3 separate regions of the Neogale vison genome follow, and regions 1 and 3 are each linked to region 2. A link is a contact called in public Hi-C data. All regions are on one chromosome and are shown on one strand. The core of a region is the stretch at or near the end of the contact, and the rest is flanking DNA. Distances in the headings are between cores, read along the strand shown.

Region 1 (4,038 bases), core at 409-2,908, 390 kb after region 2:
CCCAATAAAAGTGGGACACTCGAGCACTCACTTCAGTCCGGGCACGGCCCGCAGCCGCCAGCACCGGCACAGCGCTGCGGGCCCAGCGGGCTCTGCGGCCGCGCCCCGCCTTCACGCCAGGCGGGTCCGCGCCCACCGGGGACCCCCGGGCCCGGGCCACGCCGTCGGTCCCGCCCCACGACGGCGCCGGGGAATTCCGCCGATGGCCCGGCCCGGCCCCGCGCAACCCCCCGGCCGGCCAGCCGGCCAACCCACGGCGCGCGCGGAGCCGGGCGCCCGCGCCCCCTCCAGCCCAAGTTTGGTCCCGAGGGCGGGGCCCGGAGGCCTTCTGTCGCCGGAGGGGGCGGAGCCTGCGCGGTGACGCGACCGCGCCGGCCGTAGACCCCGGATCCCTGGAATGTGCATTCGTTCAATGAGGCCGCCAGTGCCAGGGGCGCCGACTCACGTCCGAACGGAGCGTGCGCACTCGGCGGCGGCCGCGCACGCGGGCCCGCGGCTCTGCGCCCACGTCACGCGCCACCCGCGCGGTCCGACAGGAGGCGGCGGGGTCTGCCGGCGCCGCGAGGACCACCCCCACCCGCCGGTCCCGGCTCGGCAGGGCGGGCCACTGCGGAGGAGTTGGGGAGGGCGGGGCTGAGGCTGGCGAGGGTCCCCGGGCCTCGGCCGATCGGCGTGCGGACGCGGCCCCGGGCGCAGACTCCGCCGTTCGTGAAACTTAGGGCACCGCGGCGCGCGCGTGCGTCCCGACGGGTGCGAGTGTGCAAGCGCCCAGTGTGAGTCCACACGTAACTCAGAAACAGAACTGAGCCACGCCACACTGACAGTCCCCGCTCTCGAGACTGACAGCGCCAGTCACCGAGGGGCTTTTGAAAACACTAGCACTAGTGCGATTTGGCCCAAACGTCCTGGAGGGGAGGAATGGGGACCGAGTAGTGGAGGCAGCCGAGCGTTGGAACGGCCGCGCCGCCTTCCCCTCGGGGACACCGGCCGCGGCGCACTCGGGCGGCGCTGACCCGCGGGCGGGCGCCTCGGAGCCGGCTCTCCCGGCAGCGCTCGTTCTCTCCCCGCGCGGGGGGAGGGGTAGGGCGCGGGCGCGGGGGAGGGCGGGCGCGCGCGCGAGGGGAGGGGGCCCGCGCAGGCGCCGTGCGAGGCTGTCGAAGAATCAAGTCTGTAGAAGTGGAGCGGCCGCGGCGGCAGCAGCAGCAGCGACGGCGGCGGCGGAGCAGAGGCGGGCTGGGCGCTGACGCGGGCGCTGGAGAGCGGCGACGCCGGGAGCTGTGAGAGAACAGCGGAGCGACCCGTGGCCCGCGCCGCGCCCGTGCTCCACGCCGTCCGGCTGCTGCCGCCGCCTCGGCGCGGCATGCCCCGCCGCTCGGGCTGAGCCTGCCCCGGCGGCCGCCCCCCCGCCCCCCGCCCCCCCGGCCTCCCCGCCCCCCGCCCCGCACTCCGCGCCGGCCGCCGCCGCGACCTGCTGCGCTCCCCCCGCGCCCGCGCGGCCCGTCTTCGCCCCGGTCTGGAGGCCGGCCGCGGCCCCGGCCGAGCTCCCGCCGCCGCCGCCGCGCCCGCCGCGCCGCGCCGCCCCCGCCGCCCGCCCGCGCCCGCGCCGGCCGGGGGGACGTGCTGCCGCGGCTGCAGCCCCTCGCCCCGCGCCCGCCGCCCCTCGTGCCCCGGGGGCGCTGCGCGGGCGCCGAGCCTTCGCGGGCTTTGCCGCCGCCGCCGCCGCCTCTGCGGCCGCCGCCGCCGCTGGTGGGGGAGACGCGGGGTTGGGGGGGGAGGAGGGCGCGCGTGGTGCCGGCGGGGAGCGGCGGCGCCCCCTCCTCCTCCGCCTCCTCCTCCTCCTCCACCTCCAGCGCCGCGGGCTCCTCGGACATGGCCGCGGCGGTGGCGGTGGCGGCCGCGTCCCGGCGGCAGTCGTGCTACCTGTGTGACCTGCCCCGCATGCCCTGGGCCATGATCTGGGACTTCACCGAGCCTGTGTGCCGCGGCTGCGTCAACTACGAGGGCGCCGACCGCGTTGAGTTCGTCATCGAGACGGCGCGACAGCTCAAGCGGGCGCACGGCTGCTTCCCGGAGGGCCGCTCCCCGCCCGGCGCCGCGACCCCTGCCGCCGCCAAGCCGCCGCCGCTTTCGGCCAAGGACATCCTCCTGCAGCAGCAGCAGCTGGGTCACGGCGGCCCCGAGGCCGCCCCGCGCGCCCCGCAGGCCCTGGAGCGCTACCCCCTGGCGGCCGCCGCCGAGCGGCCCCCGCGCCTAGGCTCCGACTTTGGCGGCAGCCGCCCGGCTGCGGGCCTGGCCCAGCCGCCGACGCCGCAGCCGCCGCCCGTGAACGGCATCCTGGTGCCCAACGGCTTCTCCAAGCTGGAGGAGCCCCCGGAGCTGAACCGCCAGAGCCCGAACCCGCGGCGCGGGCACGCTGTGCCGCCCACCCTGGTGCCGCTCATGAACGGCTCCGCCACGCCGCTCCCCGCCGCGCTCGGCCTCAGCGGCCGCGCCGCCGCCTCGCTGGCCGCGGTGTCCGGGGCCGCGGCCGCCGGCCTGGGCTCGGCGCAGCCCGCCGAACTGAGCTCGCACAAGCGGCCGGCGTCCGTGTCCAGCAGCGCGGCGGTGGAGCACGAGCAGCGCGAGGCTGCGGCCAAGGAGAAGCAGCCGCCGCCGCCCTCGCATCGCGGCGCGGCCGACAGCCTGGCCACCGCGGCCGGCGCCACCGAGCTGGGCGCCGAGGGCGCTAGCAAAGGCCGCGGGCCCGGAGAGCAGGACTGGGTCAACCGACCCAAGACCGTGCGAGACACGCTGCTGGCGCTGCACCAGCACGGCCACTCGGGGCCCTTCGAGAGCAAGTTTAAGAAGGAGCCGGCCCTGACTGCAGGCAGGTTGTTGGGTTTCGAGGCCAACGGGGCCAACGGGTCTAAAGCAGGTAGGGGCGGCTGTGGAGCGAGGGCCCTAGGGGAGAAAGGGGGGCGCAGAGCAGAGGAGGGGGGTGTTCTTTCCATTCACCATTCTACCCCAGCCCAGAAACAACAAACACCCAACTTCCTGATCTGCCTGAGGCGGAACCAGTGCTTAGTGGCAACGTGTTCCTGTGCTGAAGCAGCACAACAGAGATGAGTCAGACTGGGCTGATAGGCACTGACACAGGGTTTTCCTTTCCCAGCACATTCTTGGATGGGAGCGTGAGGGCACCAGCCACCTTTTAACCTGTTGGGGGATGTTGACGATAGTGTGCACAGTTCAGCCTGGGTACATGCATGCTTGTGTAGAAACAGGCCGTTGCATAGGTGCTGTGTTCTGTGGCCTTTTAAAATCCTGCCCCAGAGCCCCGTGAGTTTTAAGTGTTGTGAGTTGCACGTGCACTGGAAATTCATGTGAGATTTTCTGTACAGGCTTTGAGAGAACAAATTATTTAGTGAGTCTTGTGTTAGTAAAAGAACCGTCCTTTTCGGTGCACATCCGTTTATTTTGTTTTTGTTTTTTCCCTTTTCTTTTCTCCTCCTGCCAGTTGCAAGAACAGCGAGGAAAAGAAAGCCTTCTCCAGAACCAGAAGGTGAAGTCGGGCCCCCTAAGATCAATGGAGAGGCACAGCCATGGCTGTCCACACCCACAGAAGGGCTCAAGATCCCCATTACTCCTACATCCTCTTTTGTGTCTCCACCACCACCCACTGCCTCACCTCATTCCAACCGGACCACACCGCCTGAAGCGGCTCAGAACGGCCAGTCGCCCATGGCAGCCCTGATCTTAGTGGCAGACAATGCAGGGGGCAGTCATGCCTCGAAGGATGCCAACCAGGTTCACTCCACTACCAGGAGGAATAGCAGCAGTCCACCCTCTCCGTCCTCTATGAACCAAAGAAGGCTAGGCCCCAGAGAGGTGGGGGGCCAGGGGGCCGGCAGCACAGGAGGACTGGAGCCAGTGCATCCTGCCAGCCTCCCAGACTCTTCTCTGGCAGCCAGCGCCCCTCTATGCTGCACCCTCTGCCACGAGCGGCTGGAGGACACCCACTTTGTGCAGTGCCCGTCTGTCCCTTCGCACAAGTTCTGC
Region 2 (4,058 bases), core at 445-2,944:
TAAAGGCTTTCTGTTCTTGGCTTCCCAGCTGCCGCAGTGTCAAAATCCCCCTCGACCCACCGGGTCAAGGGTGGGTGGGGGCGTGGTCATCGGCGACCCTTGCCTTCATCCCTTGTTTTGGCCTCTGGTTCCCTATTCTTGTGGCCACTTCCTCTTTCTCAGACACGTGAGGCAGGGGGACCACGAGCTAGAGAAGACGGGGAAAACGCCACTGCCCCACCTTGGCCCCCCGGACCTTGGGTCCATCCAGCATAGAGCCACCCGTCGCCGCCGCAGCCTGCCTTCCCCGGGCTCCCGGGAAGAGAGGAGGGAGAAAATGCCATTGCTTGGGAGGAATTAGCTGTGAGGAAAGCATTTTCCTCGAACAGTTACCAGGAAATACTGTTTTGATCGATACTCTCAGACATGCGGACATGTGCTGCCCTCCCGCCAGAGTTATCTGAAGGCTTGTTCAACCATGTCAATGCTGATGGGATGGTCCCCAAGCTCAGAGTGGCCCACACAGCACCAGCCACTGAGGCCTCTGGGTTTCCCCTCAGGGGGTGCTGGGTGTGCTCCCCACATCCCGCCTGCCAGCCAACGCGACTTTGAGCGGGGACCCAAGCCCGCTCACCCGCCCAGAGGCAGGTGGGAGGTCATTCTCTGCTGACTCAGGCCCCGACTGGGACAGGTGCATGTCTTCAGCCCCATGAGTAATACTGGCTCTTCATCTTCAAAGGGCCTTCCCAAGATTAACCAATTAGTCACCCCCAGGAAAGCTACAAAGCAGGCTATTATCGTCTTCATTAAGCCCGTGGTGGGGGAGGGAGGCGAGTGGAGTCCCCACCCCAGGCCGGTGAGAGTCTGGGTTGGGCGCAGGTGAGCCGTCGCTTGGGACAGCCCGGGGTGCCGGAGGGTGTGTGGTGAGGATGAACCAAGGACATTCTAAAGAGGAGGCTGGCGCTTCTCAGTGGGCAGAAGTCGGGGAAGGCCGGGAGGCCCCAGAGCAGGGGAAGGGAAGGATTGGAGGGTCTGGGGCCCGAGCAAGGGTGTCTTGCTGAACCGAAGGTGAGTCGGTGCAAAGACAGGCTGACACGAGCCTGCGCACAGAGGGCTCCGCCGTAGTCCTGAACTTTCCAGAAACCGGGGCTGGTTCTGCCCCTTTGAGCCATCCAGATACTTGTGAAATGAGTCTCGGACCACTTTCCTTTTCACATCTGTGTGAGGCTTGTGAATGACTGAAAGTGATCGCGCACGTGTTGCTGACGCACCTGGCAGACCAGAAGTGTGATATGGGGTGTTCGTCGGGGTCCCTCCTGGCCGTGGGTTTGTCCTCTTTCGGACGCATGAGGCAGGCTAGAGCGTCTCAGGAGGTAGGGCTGTGTCCTGGTGACGGAGTGAGAACCGAAGCACCTTCTGGAAGCCAGACAGCAGAGCAATCCTTTCAGTCAACCCTGTCTGCAGCTGCTTTTTATAAACTTGGCATAAATATGTGCTTGGGAATGCCAGGACAGTGTATCTGGAAAATATTTGCTACCCTTCGAAAACACACGCGCGCACGCACATACACACACACACACACACACACACATGCTTGGAAAGGGGGGAAAAAGAAGCGCAACAGAAATTGCGCATAATACAGAGTGGCTTCACTTGTGGTTTTTTTCCATTACTTCCTCAGTTCATTTTTCTGCTGCCAATTTTAGAAGGCCATAAGTCATAGTTGTTGTTAAACTTTGTCAGTTAAAATGTAACTCTAAGAACAAGTCATATGATATGTTGTAGCCAAATGGCCTTTTGGAGGGAAGTTGTGGAAAGCACAGCTCCTGAGTGAGTCCTGCTGTCCCCCGGTCTCCTCTGCTGGATGTTCGCTCTGTGCCCACTGGTGGTCCTGGCCCGCTTGGTCCCGGAGCTGTCGTTAATGCCACAGCTCTAAAGGGCCACCTCCCAGAAGAAAGGTGACATGTTGAGTTCAGTTTCCAACATTTGCTTCGTGTGACCCAGGAGCAAAATGTGGTCTCATTAAGGGTGATTTGTTACAAACCCCCTACTCTGCTCTTCTAGAAACAATGGGATCCACTTTCTTATAAACCTTGACCCAGTGGAGTCAGAAATTAAGAGGCCGAAAGGGAGGAATCGGCTTTTGGAGGCTGGGAGCGCCCAACCTCTTCACACCCACGCAGAGCAGCAGCAGATCCACGACTGGCAGGCAGCCCAGACCATGCCTCGGGGCTCTGGGGCCTTACGCTGGACTGACGACCTTCTGAGGGCAGGGCCCTGGCTTTCCTCAGCCGTCCTGGTGTTGGAGGCAAGGCCAGGAGCACAGGCAGAGCTTACACATGCTTCTGCTTAAAACCAAGCTCAAGGGACGCCTGGGTGGCTCAGTTGGTTAAGCAGCTGCCTTCAGCTCACGTCATGATCCCAGCGTCCTGGGATCGAGTCCCACATCGGGCTCCTTGCTCGGCGGGGAGCCTGCTTCTCCCTCTGCCTCTGCCTGCCACTCTTGTCTGCCTGTGCTCGCTCTCTCTCCCTCTCTCTCTGACAAATAAATAAATAAAATCTTAAAAAAAAAAATTAAAAACCAAGCTCAAAAGGGGCACCTGGGGGGCGCCTGGGTGGCTCAGTGGGTTAAGCCGCTGCCTTCGGCTCAGGTCATGATCTCAGGGTCCTGGGATCGAGTCCCACATCGGGCTCTCTGCTCAGCAGGGAGTCTGTTTCCCTCTCTCTCTCTCTGTCTGCCTCTCCGTCTACTTGTGATTTCTCTCTGTCAAATAAATAAATAAAATCTTAAAAAAAAAAAAAGGGGGCACCTGGGTGGCTCAGTGGGTTGGGCATCTGCCTTCGTCTCAGGTCATGATCCCAGGGTGCTGGGATTGAGTCCCATATTGGGCTCTCTGCTCCGCACGGGCCTGCTTCTGTGTGTGTGTGTGTGTGTGTGTGTGTGTGTGTCAAATAAATACAATCTTAAAAAACAACAACAACAATAACCGAGCTCAAAGACAAACACCAGCAGGGCTGTCTGCACAATCAGCCAACAGCGGGGCAAGGCAAGGGGTGGGGGGGCTCTCCTCTTTCCAGTCCTGTCTTCTCCCTGTGCTGCTGTGCATTTTCCTTTCCTCAGTCTGACTGTCCACGGAAGGGGTCTTAGAGGAGAATGGGGGAAGTCATCGTGGGTATTAGGGAGACTTTGTCAGTAGCCAGGCTCCTCAACTGGGAGGCAGGGTGTCTTCCTCATGAGGCCATAACAGAACCGGGACCGTTGTTCTGAGAAGCAGATCACTGCTTTCATCCACGAGCCTATCCGGGAAGTTATGGGAGAGACTGACAGCTCTGATTCCAGACTCTACCCCTGACTTGCCATGTGACTTTTGGGGACAAGCAGGGCCTTTGCAGTTGCTGAGTGCCCATCCACTGCGTGGGGTGGGGTGGGGGGACACGCTCCCCATACACTCCGCATGGTACCTTGTTGGGACCGCAAAGGCCACTTCATTGCCTGGTGGCGAGGTCCTCCAGGCCTTGGTGCTGGCTGTTCGAGGGAGCTGGCGCCCCAGTCTCAGAATGAAATCCTATAGGTCCTAGCCTGCTCCAGACTTCCCCCACTCCCGTCTTTCTGGCCCTTCTTTCCTCTTGCAGGGCGGGAGGCTCTTGCTCATTTCTTCATTTCTTCATGCACCCGCCAAGTGCATACCACGGGGCTCCTGTGCTCAGGGCTGTGCGCGGCTGCCGCATCCGTCAGTGAGCAAGGAAAGTCCCTGTCTTCATGGTGTTTGCACCCTCGTTGGGGAGACAGGCCGATGGATGTGAGCCAGCTCCTCCCACAAAGAGCTTTGCATAAGATGCTGACTACAGCAACAGAGAGGAGGAACAGATTGCTAAGAGAGTACACGACAGGCAAGATCGCTTTGCTGCAGGAGCAGCCAAGGTGCCCTTGGATTTGCTGCTTAACCTCCTAGAGCCTCACCTGTGGAATGGGCACATCGCCACGGGCTTCACAGGGCTGCTGTGGGAAGTGGGGAAACTGATGGACATGGAAAAGCACTTTGACAGGTGTGGCTGTTCCCAGAAGTCTCCTGGGTCCC
Region 3 (3,677 bases), core at 43-2,542, 300 kb after region 2:
TCCTGGTAGGCCTCGTGACAGTGGCCCCTGCTTTGGCCTTTCCGGCTTCCAACTAAAGACGCCAGGAAATGGCCAAGTCAGCCCCTGCCGTGACACCTCCTAGAACCAGAAGAGGCCCTTCCGAGAATCTTACCGAGCCCTGAGGGTGAGGAGTGTCACATTGTGCAGTGGGGAACACGGGCAACCGGGCCTCCACTTCTAAGTAACCTTTACCTCGGAAGCCTGCCAGCCCTCTGCCTGGAGACTGGCCTTTGATCACGACTTGTCACCTCCCAGGAGATGTTCCACTTTCCAAGCAGGTGGAAATGAACCGGATTAAAAATAGTCGCCTGGACTCTTCACAGAGTCCCCTAGTAAAGCGAAACAACCCGTGCTCTGCCAAGTGGCAGAAAGGCCCGCCCTGCCCCTCGGTTCCAGGACCCAGTGGCCAGTCGGGTTCCCACTGTGCCAAAGGCCGCGGCACCCTCCGGCGAGGCACCCCACAACCACCCTCCCCCGCCACGGCCTGGAACCCCGGGGTCACGGCCAGGCTCTGCTCCGGCCGCCCACAGGGCCCTCCAGGCCTTGGCCGCTGGCTCTGGGGTTCACCTTGGTGACTAGGGGCCACCGTGACCGTCCGCACCCCTCCTCCTCCTTCCTTCCCTCTCTAGCGCTCCATGGCCCCGGGTTTCTGGAGCTTTCTCAAAACCGTGGACGCATTCCCAGTGGAAATCATGACATTTTCCGTTTCACATTACGTCCTCCACAATGCCTCAGGAAAGGAGAGGGAGAGAGGGTGGGGGCCGGTGGGGGGTGGGGTGGCGGGGGTGGGAGGCACCCGGGGCCTGGGAGCCGGGCCCTGTCTCTGCCGACAGCAGGCCCGGGCCTCCGTGTATCCCGGAGTCACCTCCCCGCGCTCGGCGGCCAGCCTTCCAGCATGTTTGTCTCCAGTCGGGGGCCGGATGGGTCGGGGAGCGGCCTCTTCGGTCGGCTCCCGTGGCACAGCTGGGGCAAGGCGTGCCTCTCCACTTGGCTGTGTGTGCATGTGCGTGTGTGTGTGTGTGTGTGGTGTGTGTGTTTTAAACTTTACTTTCCACTGCCATGGTAACTGCTCCATGTTTGGCAAAGGGAAAGAGGAAAAAAAAAAGCCTCGGAGAGAAGAAAAGGAGCTCTCAGCGCGGGGCTGGCGGCCCGCCAGGGTAATCATGCCGTGGAGCTGAAATGAGGCCTCTGGCGGGCAGCCAAGTTACAAAGAACAAAGCTGTCAGTTCCTAATGTTGGCGGCAAAGCTTGTTTGGCACCCTTATATGGTTTCCCAGAACTCCCTGCCTTGGCCGCCTTCCATTCCCTTCAGGGCAGCAAACAGGATTAGCACAGCTCCGAAGTTGTTTTTCTCCGCTCTCCTCCAACTGTTCCAGTGACATCATCCCGCTGTATCCATTGGCCAGCAGGGCGGTTTTTTTCCTCTTTCTCTCTCCACCTCCCCCTGCCCGCCCTCCCTCCCTCCCTCCTGCCCTCCCTCGCTCCCTCCTTCCATCTCTCTCTCTCTCTCTCTCTCTCTCACACACACACACACACACATACACACACACACCCCTCCACTCCCACTTCCTTCCTGTAACCGCCCCCTCTCCCCTGACTTTCTTGAAACGCTGTATTTTAGGTCATTCTTCTTGTCCAGCTTCCCCGTTAAATGAAAAACGCCCCGGCGCTTGTACATTTAGCTGAATCAAGCCAGACGTTGTATTTTATTTTTATAACTGAATTCCTGTGAGATAAAAATCTCATTTTCCTTCGCAGGCTGTAATCAGCACTCGCAGGGCTGTGGTTTCCAACGGCCCCATCTCCCGCTTCCTTATGAAGCTCCGCTGAGAAATCAGCTTGGCTCCCGGTCAGGTTTAAAGGGCCCGCGGCCGGGCCCACGTTGCTGCTTCTCCCTCCCTCCTCCTCCTCTCTCTCTCTCTCTCTCTCTCTCTCTCTCTCACACACACACACACACACACACACACACAGACACGCACACGCATCCTCAGCTACACAGACAAAGGGCGTAAAGCTACCCACCAAGACAGAGGAACACACAATCAGGACACAGCGTCATCTCTCTCCCTTTGGAGAAGGAAAATAGGTGACTACACGGAAGCCAAAAGCGGTTTCCGAAAAGGCTGGTGGAAAGCAGCAGGCAGGCAAGCAAGCGTTATGCAACTCATGGCTGGGTTCACGAAAGAAACTGAGGTTCCCGACGGCACAAATGTGCCCCCGCCCCCCCACCCCACACCTCCCCACCTCTCTCTGATTCATGAACTAGTTTTCAGATTCATGAATCACTCGGGAGCCAGCAAGAGAAAAATGAGTAGTATTGATCTCATTTCAATTGAAATTGGCTCATTAGGGCCATTCTGGCTGAGGACGGCTTTCCACCACCAGACACTGGCCGGCGTCCGAGGTCTGCAGGCCGGCGCCCCCACCTGCGGGCGGGGCAGGACTCCTGGGGTGAAGCCTTCTGCAGAGGGTTCCCCTTCTCGTTATCATCAAATGGGTATAATAAGATCTTATTATTAGACGGTGAAGGGACCGTGGCTGGGTGCCACCGCCTTCCTGCAGCGGATCTGTTGCCTGCTTTGATGTCCTCCCTCTTTCTTTGTTTTCGCTTTTCATAAATCTTTGAAGAGGCATCTCGGGGCAAATTCTTCTTTGGATTTCTGGTGACTTCTCAAGGTCTACCTAAAATAGAAATTCACCTTCTACTGAGTGACTGCAACTGCCAGTCCGACTAGGAGGTCTTCAGGTTTCTTTGTTTGAAGGCGAAAAAGCCACTTTTACCTTCTGCTGGTGGGTACGGCTCTTCTAGATTTGGGGTGATCTGATTTATGTAAGGAAAGGCTATCCACCCACTGGGATAACTGCTTTCATAGGGACACGGGCTCTGGGATTTTATGAAATGGGCGTTTTCCTTTCCCAAATCAAGTCATTAATGCTTCTTTCACCAACAGTCCAGGGGAGTGGGCAACACAGAGAGAGACTTCAAGTCCCCAGGCAGGTTCACAAGAGCCGCCCACCGGGAACCTGCTTCCTCCAACCGCCTCTCCTCTCTCTGCTTGAGTTCCAACTCAACCATCTTCCCTCTTGACAGCCCTCCCCCCGCCCCCCTGCCGCCCAGCTCAACATGTCAGACCCATCCTCACGGTCGAGAAATCTTCTCTTCCTCTCCGTAACACCACTCATGTGTGAGCAGATCCTCGTAGGCCATTGGCCTCAATTTGCGGTTCAAACGGTATTTTGTGTGCTTTCTGCCCCCAAGTCCTCCCACTCCTACCCTCCCACCCCTGAGAGATTTACAACAATCGACTGGACGAATGCTTTTCAGAAACCCTACAGAAGTTGGCAGCCACCTCCCGAAAGGGATTCGATGCTAATCTGCATAATTTTGGATCCAAGAGTTTAGAAATGAGATTCTTATCCATTTGCTTCAGACACACAGTCGCGCCATAAGATGCATTTTCCTTGGCAGGGATTCGATGATGTGACCTTCCTCCCTTTAATGCCTGCAGCGCCCAGAGAAACTGAGAGCGGCCCAAGAAGGGGAAAGATGTGTTTGTGTGAATTTCAATCAGCAATTGGATCAGAGGCAAAAAAAAAAAAAAAAAAGCTGCTTTGCATTTCCGTGAGTTCTGTGTGAAGGTGCCTTTCGGCTCCCA

Evidence for each region. A called contact is a pair of places that touch in the nucleus more often than the background predicts.
Region 1: a Hi-C map of fibroblasts shows a contact between it and region 2, with 11 times the contacts expected there. The contact joins the promoter of IRF2BP2 here to the enhancer-like site in region 2. A contact is called at or near these places in 3 of 3 Hi-C or Micro-C datasets (fibroblasts, muscle and tongue).
Region 3: a Hi-C map of fibroblasts shows a contact between it and region 2, with 5 times the contacts expected there. The contact joins two enhancer-like sites. A contact is called at or near these places in 3 of 3 Hi-C or Micro-C datasets (fibroblasts, muscle and tongue).

Annotation. Positions count from the first base shown.
Region 1 is chr2:152,310,017-152,314,054 of ASM_NN_V1, forward strand. It overlaps IRF2BP2 (interferon regulatory factor 2-binding protein 2), which reads left to right and starts at 1,659. Exons shown (of 2, transcript XM_044239340.1): 1 at 1,659-2,866; 2 at 3,497-4,038. The coding sequence starts at 1,870.
Region 2 is chr2:151,917,382-151,921,439 of ASM_NN_V1, forward strand. No RefSeq gene overlaps it. Among named protein-coding and RNA genes, the nearest start is that of TOMM20, 51 kb to the left of the region's middle. Within about 2 kb of position 1,695, the one cell type or tissue checked has open chromatin away from gene starts, as enhancers often do. A contact at or near this core is called in fibroblasts, where this site is marked.
Region 3 is chr2:152,221,574-152,225,250 of ASM_NN_V1, forward strand. No RefSeq gene overlaps it. Among named protein-coding and RNA genes, the nearest start is that of IRF2BP2, 88 kb to the right of the region's middle. Within about 2 kb of position 1,293, the one cell type or tissue checked has open chromatin away from gene starts, as enhancers often do. A contact at or near this core is called in fibroblasts, where this site is marked.